2 separate regions of the Triticum aestivum genome follow, and region 2 is linked to region 1. Evidence: chromatin contacts called from public Hi-C data. All regions are on one chromosome and are shown on one strand. The core of a region is the stretch at or near the end of the contact, and the rest is flanking DNA. Distances in the headings are between cores, read along the strand shown.

What was found. A called contact is a pair of places that touch in the nucleus more often than the background predicts.
Region 2: a Hi-C map of leaf shows a contact between it and region 1, with 5 times the contacts expected there. The contact joins the promoter of LOC123110118 here to the promoter of LOC123110116 in region 1. A contact is called at or near these places in 3 of 5 Hi-C or Micro-C datasets (all in leaf).

Annotation. Positions count from the first base shown.
Region 1 is chr5B:12,382,232-12,386,278 of IWGSC CS RefSeq v2.1, forward strand. It overlaps LOC123110116 (malate dehydrogenase, glyoxysomal), which reads right to left and starts at 2,290. Exons shown (of 9, transcript XM_044530559.1): 1 at 2,044-2,290; 2 at 1,096-1,311; 3 at 1-252. The coding sequence starts at 2,121.
Region 2 is chr5B:12,617,824-12,621,870 of IWGSC CS RefSeq v2.1, forward strand. It overlaps LOC123110118 (neutral ceramidase), which reads left to right and starts at 1,822. Exons shown (of 10, transcript XM_044530563.1): 1 at 1,822-1,972; 2 at 3,435-3,864. The coding sequence starts at 3,515.

The DNA.
Region 1 (4,047 bases), core at 1,040-3,539:
TGTTCCAGCTTTTTTAAATACTTCAGCAGCAATCGGAACAGTGGAATTTACAGGGTTACTGATCACATTCACAATCGCATTTGGGCAGCATTTTGCAATTCCCCCGCAAAGAGTCCGAACAATTCCAGCATTGATGTTGAACAAATCATCCCTTGTCATCCCAGGTTTCCGAGGAATGCCAGCAGGAATGATGACAAGATCCATTCCAGTAAGAGCACTTTCCAATTGTGGCTGACCCAAGAAGCCACGCACCTGTAGAAATTATACCTTAGCATAATTACACCCAATGATCAGATAACCTTTAAGGTTCAAGAATCAGGTGATAATTGTATGCATAGGCTAGGGCGGACAAAGATATGTGGCAGCTATTAATATTGTGCCAATCAAATATCTGCCTGTTACATAAAATACAAGTAGGTTATATGTTTTCCTTGCAACATTATTTATTGTTTTCAGATTTAAATCCACAATTATTACTGAATGATCAGACACTATTCTTCGGAGACCTCATGCCTTTAAGAACAATGCATGATGCCACTGGAAATTGGCTACTTGTTTGCTGAGTTATGGATTATAAGATTGTAACACAGAAACAACCAGCTGGGTAATGCTAATTTCCAAACCTCTACCTTATGTACCTCGATTGGTTTCTTTAATGCAAATCAGGGAAGAGATCCCTTTGCTACCCAAAAAAAAAAAAAAACCCTACCGTACGAGCTAAAAGGACAGTAGAGAAGACATACATTCCTTCAGTAATTCATTTCTTCTAAACAAAACCTACACGGATCACATGGAGAGCAACTGTACTAGAGGTCTACCAACATGCAACTACAGTATCCTTTCAGAATCAATTTTCAGTGAGCAACTTCGCAGAAACAGGACATAAACTATAGTATCCTTCAAGGACAGTAGAGAAGACATACATTCCTTCAGTAATTCACTTCCTCTAAACATAACCTGCATGGATCACATGGAGAGCAACTGTACTAGAGGTCTACCAGCATGAAACTATAGTATCCTTTCAGAATCAATTTTCAGTGAGGAACTTTGGAAAAAGCTAAAAACAGGACATAAAGACAGGGTCAAGGGGCATACCACAGCACCGGTGTTCATATGGCTAATGTCAGCTGTAACACCAGGTGTGTTGACAACATCATACAAATGGAGCACCGAAACAAGAGGGTTCATCTTCATAAGCAGCGAGAGGGGCTGGCCGATCCCACCAGATGCACCCAGGACTGCAACCTTGAACCCTGGTGCTGCACCTTTTGCACGGCAATTAGAGCCCTTCAAGATGGCCACCTCCTCCTCCTTCAAAATAAGGAAAGAGAAAAATTAGCCTAGTAGAAGCCAATTCTGGAGTGGACGATACCTTTTATGCATTGGCCAACCAGGACAGTTCCACAGGTTTAAGTAAGTTTATAAGAGCTAAATTTAGGAAGTTGTCTGGTATAATCACCAGCTAAGAATAATTCAGATGATTCTGAATTTCCCCGACAGCTAGATAGCAATGCTGGCCTGAAAGTATATCATAACAAGATATCGTGATTGTACTCGCTCGGAGATCTACCTGATGCTCGCTAAATATGTCGCTGACTCAACTGCCAGAATCAGAGAATTAGCAACCAGTAGTTCGAAATTGCATCCCATCGTCATATGTTTTTTCTACTCCCTCCGTTCACTTTTATAAGACCTTAAAACATTTCAGACAATGTGCAAAACAGCCTATTTTGTGTTGTCTGAAACAACTTACAAAAGTGAACAGAGGCTACTCGAAAGTCGTTTCCTGGTCCATGGATCGCTAGCTCCGAAGCATACAGGACATGCATCTTCGGTCACACGAGGATCCTGGAAAGCATGGATGCGCACAGGCTAAGCAGCTACGCGCAGAAGCGCCGCGGGAAGGATCTCGCTCCGGATGCCACCACGGCCGGCGGCGGCAGCTAATCCTCCGGGAAGGATCTCGCTCCGACTTCCAAATCTGAGCAGAGAGAGGAGCAAAGAAGCAGAGGGAGGGAGGGAGGGGTGGTTGTGGGTTCGTGCCTGCGAGGTGGGCGGGCGGAGGTGGGAGGCGACCCTGGCCATCCGCCTGGCCGCCGCGGAGTCGGCGCCTTGCTCCATGGCCGCGTCGGTTCCGCGTGGTCGCCGGAGACTCGGGAGGCGACGGGAGAGGGAAGAGAAGAAGAGACTCCGGGGAGGACAGCGGAGGTGGTTGCGAGGGCGGGAGAAAAGGGGTAAAGCGGAGGGGCCGGATGCAAAAGTTGTCTTTCCGTCCGTTCGTTCAGGAATGCGTGCAAGTTTTGTTTTGCTTCCATCATGGTGTATGGTGTAGGTGGATAAAGATAACGTTGATGCCCATGCATACAAATTTAATTTCGAAAATACATTTATTTCGCAACTATCATTACACTAGCTAAATGCCCGTGTGTTGCCACGAAATAATAAAAAATAATCATTTTACCCATCAGATCATAGTATTAACCTAAATACTACTCCCTCTGTAAACTAATATAAGAACGTTTAGATTACTAAAATAACGCGCGCGCTATCTCGTTGAATCGACCTTGCATCGTGGCCGTGGCTGCTATCCTGTTGGCAGACCTCTTTCCTTTCGTGTGTGCTAATTTCTCTCATGGTGTGTGCCTGGATTTATACGTGTACTAGTTGGCTCATGTGATGTGGATTGATCTGAGTACTAGCTTTGGTGCTTGCCGTGTGCGTATAGATCTAAATCATGTGCATTTATATCTGAATGCTAGTCACACAGTTCATAGAACTACAATTTGTTTGGGACATGGATAAGTGCCGAACGTTGGGCCTGGGAGAACCCCAGACCGAACGACTCGTTCGTCACGGGAAAGCCTATCGATCGAACGAATACGTTCGGGACGAGAAGCCCCCAACACGAACACCATCGATCCCAGGGCCTACAGCCTTTTTTTTTTCATCGAATCCCCTATCGAGCCTCCACCTGGGCCAAAAAAATGCCTAATTTTCCTATGACGACTCTAACAACATATAGAAAACTGACATTTTGGATCTCATTTTCAATAGCCAAACAAAAACCCAACAAAATTGACATAGCTTACAAAAAAGGGGAAATTGCCGTGCTGGGCTATAAAAATGCCAGCGTATAAATCAGAAGTTGAAAGCATTAAGTGGAAATTGCTATGATTGTCATTTGAGTAAAAAATTGGCAAATGATAAGACAAAAAGAATTTTGCCATGGTACTTCAATTAATCTTGCCATGATCCATGAGCTAATTTTGCCATTGTCAATATAGTAACTTTGCAAGATTTTAGAGAAAATAAAAAAATGCATTTGAAGAAAAATGGTGGCAAACTATTTGAAGGATGGCAAGTTTGCCATGTTTTAGAAACTTTATGAATTTGCCATGTTTTTGTGATCATTTGTCATGGCAATTTTGGAGAGGTCTAAAAATATGGCAAATTTAGACATGGGCTTTAGTTAAACTTGACATGTCAAATATTTAAAGAAAATTTTCATTTACATAAGAAAAGGTGGCAAATGATAAGAGAAAAAGGAATTTTGACATGGTACTTGTATTAATCTTGCCGTGATCCATAAACTATTTTTTCATGATTTCATTCGTTGCAATCTCCTCCCATCCCGAACGACCTCTCCAGCTCGCCTTCAGCGGACCAACCCAAATGGCTCCGACGAACCAGCCCAAAAAGCCAATGAATTGGAGAATTAGAAAAACAAATAATTACATTTTTTGTAGGCCCAAAAACTGCTAGTGCCTCTCCCAAAAAATTGAGAGAAACAAAAAAAAGGCCTAAAATGCACCGAATCCAGAAAACTCTCCTTGAAAACAATCTAGAAAATCCATAGTACGCGACAAAAAGTTGCCATGCTCTAATGAACAAAGCAACCATATAATCATGAAAAAAGTTATATTGCAGAAATTTATATGATTTGCCATGATTTTCATACACATTTCATTACAATTGAGTGTGGAAAAAGCTTGCATAATATTATGAAAACACAAAAAATGGACATATCGGATAGAACAAAAAAAAATT
Region 2 (4,047 bases), core at 572-3,071, 240 kb after region 1:
CAATGATGCAGCCAACTGGGCAGTAAACCTTGTGCAAACTGGACAACATATAAGCCAACTAACTATTTTTTGCCTAGGTATTACTTGCCAACTGTGACAAGTAATAACTAGGCAGAAAATAGTTAACTAAAGGCAACAAGCTCAGTAAGATAACTTGTGCAAGCTGGAACAAGCAAAAAATGCAAAGCAAAAAATCCAGCAAAACAATTGGGTATACTATATTGAAAAATTAGCAACCATCAGTGCTAATTTGGAAAAATAAGCGTCCCTAGTTGCACATGAGGGGAAACACATGAAAACAACCACATCCATAACAAAGACTTGCACATTGAGAAAAATTAGATTGGAAAATTAACAAGCATTGGTACTAATTTGCATAATCAAGGGGCCCTAGTTGCACAAAGCAGGAGAAAACACATGAACCACCACAACCACCACAAGGCTGGTGGATTGGGTAGACTATATTGGAAAACTGGCAAGCATTGATGCTAAATTGCACAAACAAGAGTCCCTAGTTGCACACAGCAGAGGGGGAAACAGCAAAGCCAACTAAGTAGAGCAACTAGCACAAAGTGTATAACATATGAACAGCCAACTAGTAAAAGTGATGCAAGCCAACTAGTAAAAGTGATGCAGCCAACTGAGCAGGCAACTTGTGCAACTGAACACCGTATAGACAACCAACTAGTACAAACAGTGAGCCAACTGACCAAAACAACTGCTGCAACTGCAGAGCATATGGACAGCCAAGTACTATATGAACGCAGCCAACTGAGCAGAATTTTGTGCAACTAACCACTTAAATTACTGAACACCAACTACAAAATCAGCCAATGCATTGCACACAACATTGCACACATCTAATACAACTTACAGAATGACTAAGAATCATGAACAGATCTCAAACCTCTGCAAAATTGAACGGAACATGAACTAAACAGCCAAAATCGCCCTAAAATCACAACGGGCGCCGTGGACATGCACCCCTTCTACCTAACGACTACCGCGTACCCTGGCCAACTACACGTTGACCCTGGCCAGCCACCCCCGTGCCGTGAACTACGCCTCCTTGTAGATCTCGACCACCGTTGGGCGCGTGCTACGAGATAGGAGAAGGGAACTCAACGTGACCAAAATCGAGGATAAGCGGGGGTAGTTCGCGCCGTTCCCGAACCCTAGAGAGCATTCCCCTCACATTTCAGCACCATCCGCGCTCCGCGAGATAGAGAGAGGGAGGGGAAGCATGTAGAAGTGGAGGGCGAGCATACTCCGACGGCGAGGAGCACCGGCGATTCCCCCGCGAGGAGAACCACCCGCAAGCCGCCGCCAATCTGAGCACTCCGCCGTGACGCCCCATTCGATGGAGAGGATGTCGAGGAGGAAGACGAAGACGGAATGGGGAGAGAGCACGCTGCGGCGAGGGATTTCAGGCACACATTTCGAAAACCGCCGCCCACGACCCCCACTACTCCCCTCCTCTACCGCTTACAGGTGGGCCTGCCACGTCCGGATATGGACAACCGCCCACGACCGCGGTGCAGGGCCAATCCAGACCAGGTGGCATCTGGCGGATCTGGGCGCGATCGCTGGCGCGATCGAACGGCCAGGAATCAGCCGCCCGTGTCTGTTAGTTGGTGGCGGCCGCTTTTTAGATTTTAGGTAAATAAAATAGGGGAAATTGCCACGCTGCACAGAGTAATTGTCACGCGTTTGATCGGGATCCTACGATTCTTAGGGCGTTCAAACTGTTTTTTTTTAGCTCAAGCGTTCGAACTGCTAAAAATCTTACGTTCGCAGGGGAGTAAAAAAAAAACAAGATGGGCGCAAACGCGTGGAAGGCCCGGCCCGAAGTTTCAGCGGCGCGTCGCCATCGTCTCTCCCCACATCGTCGTCATCCTCGCCGCCGATTCAACGCCTCGCCCGCTCCCCCCCCCTCCTCAGTCCGGCCGTCTCCATGCCGACGAGCTCAGAGGTGCGCGCGCCTCCTCCTACGCCACACCCCACCAGTTCCCGCGGCGCTGAACTCCGCTCGTGTTTGTTTGTTTGTTTGGTTAGCTGGGCCCCCTTTTGCCCGTGCCTTGTACGCTCCACCCTGTCCCCCTCCGTCCGCCCGTCGCGGTCGGCCGTCGCCACTGGGAGCCGTGAGCTACGACCACGAGGCGCCCCGCCCTTGGAGTTCCCGGCCGGCCTAGTCGTGTCTGCCGGGGACGGGGAGGCGCGGGTTTAAATGCCGGCGGAGGCCACTAGCCAGTGGAGCAGCCGGGGCGGGGTTCCCAGTCGAGATTCGCCCTTCGCATGGTGAGTCACTCCGCTTCCTTCCAGCCAGGTCGCGTCGGTCGTAGCTGGACGCGTTGCGCTAATCAGCTAGTAGTACTTAAATTGCTGTATGCAGTTGTTCTAGGGTTTGAGCATGCTTGGTGCGGATCTGGGGTACTCGTCTTTGTTCTCCGGTGGAAGTTTGACCCAGATATCAGTAGATATTCGCTCTCTCTCTCTCAAAAAAAAAAAAGATATCAGTAGACATTATGGTTGAAAAATTAACTCCCAGTGAGACCATTGATTATGGTGGGTTCCTGTGTCAAACTTTTAGTGGAAAATTGAGAGCTCCGCAATAGTTCTGGGAAATTTTGTGGTTTTAAACCTGGAAAACTACATCTCTTCTAAGGGAATAATATTCATATACAAATCCTAGGATTTTCTTTTTCTAGAAAACATTAAATGGATTTGATGGTTTCTCAAAATTCGAAATTTTAAGTGGGAAGCTCAGGACTCCACTATGCTAGTTCTTCGAGTTTTTATGAAACTAAATCCAGGAATTTACGTCTCTTCTAAGAAAACCCAGAATTTCATGATACTAATTCCAATATTATTTTTTGAAAAAAAAACATTGAGTGGATTTCATGATTTTTCCTGCATTTAAATTTAAGTGGGAAATTGATAATTCTGGACAGTAAATTCAGCAACCGCAAATTAAATTCAGCCTACTCTTGGTCCCCAGAGCCAAAAATCCCTGTCCATTAGTTGCTAATACACTACTACTGATTCTAGAGTACAGACCTACCTACCAAACGGACCCCAGTTCATCAAACCATAAACCCGTACAGAATAGGCCATTAATACCTCCTAGTTCAGAAAATCAGAACTCGTACTTCATTTAGTTAAACATGTTATCGCCTGCCAGATGATGAGATGGACCACATATCAGTCAGAGCCACCAAGTTGAAGCCATACTGAGGAGATGGTGATCCGGAAGCCTGGCCCACGCCACACTACTGTTTTTTTTTCTCGCGGGGACACTGTATTTATAGCTTAACATGTACTTGTGTCATTATAGCTTGATAATCTTGTTGGATACTAGTATGCACCCTTTCCCTTGCTTCAGTATGATAGAATGCTTGGTGATTTTGTTCATAGGCTTTTCTTCTCTTTTGCAGACTGCAGTTGATTTTTTGTTCTCTCGAGGCTTCTGACTTGCACTAGTTAATTAACAACTTCATTCCCTGGTTCCTTCCTGATGGAGGCATCGTCTTGCTTCCGCTACCAAGTCTGGGGTTTTGGTTTGTCCTGGATATGGCTATGTCTTCTTTTACTGCATCTCCTTCAGAACTGCAGCCTGGTGCTCTCAGACTCTCCTTATCTGGTCGGCATGGGGAGCTATGACATAACAGGGCCTGCGGCAGATGTTAACATGATGGGATATGCAAATGCGGAGCAGGTTACATCAGGGATTCACTTCAGGCTAAAGTCACGCGCGTTTATTGTCGCCGAGCCTGATGATGGAAAGCGTGTTGTCTTTGTGAATCTCGACGCTTGTATGGCATCACAGCTTGTGAATATCAAGGTGCTCGAAAGGCTAAAAGCAAGGTAGTAAGAAGCAACTTCTCATGAATTAATTATCAGAAAATCCTGACATGTTTGTTTCAACTCTGAGTGCATATGTGATGTCTCTTTGTAGATCATGCATACAGTTGCAAGGGTCCATCATCCTTTGTGCATTTTCTCTGTTGAAACATTAGTTCATTATGAAGTTATTTTCCTACTTGTACC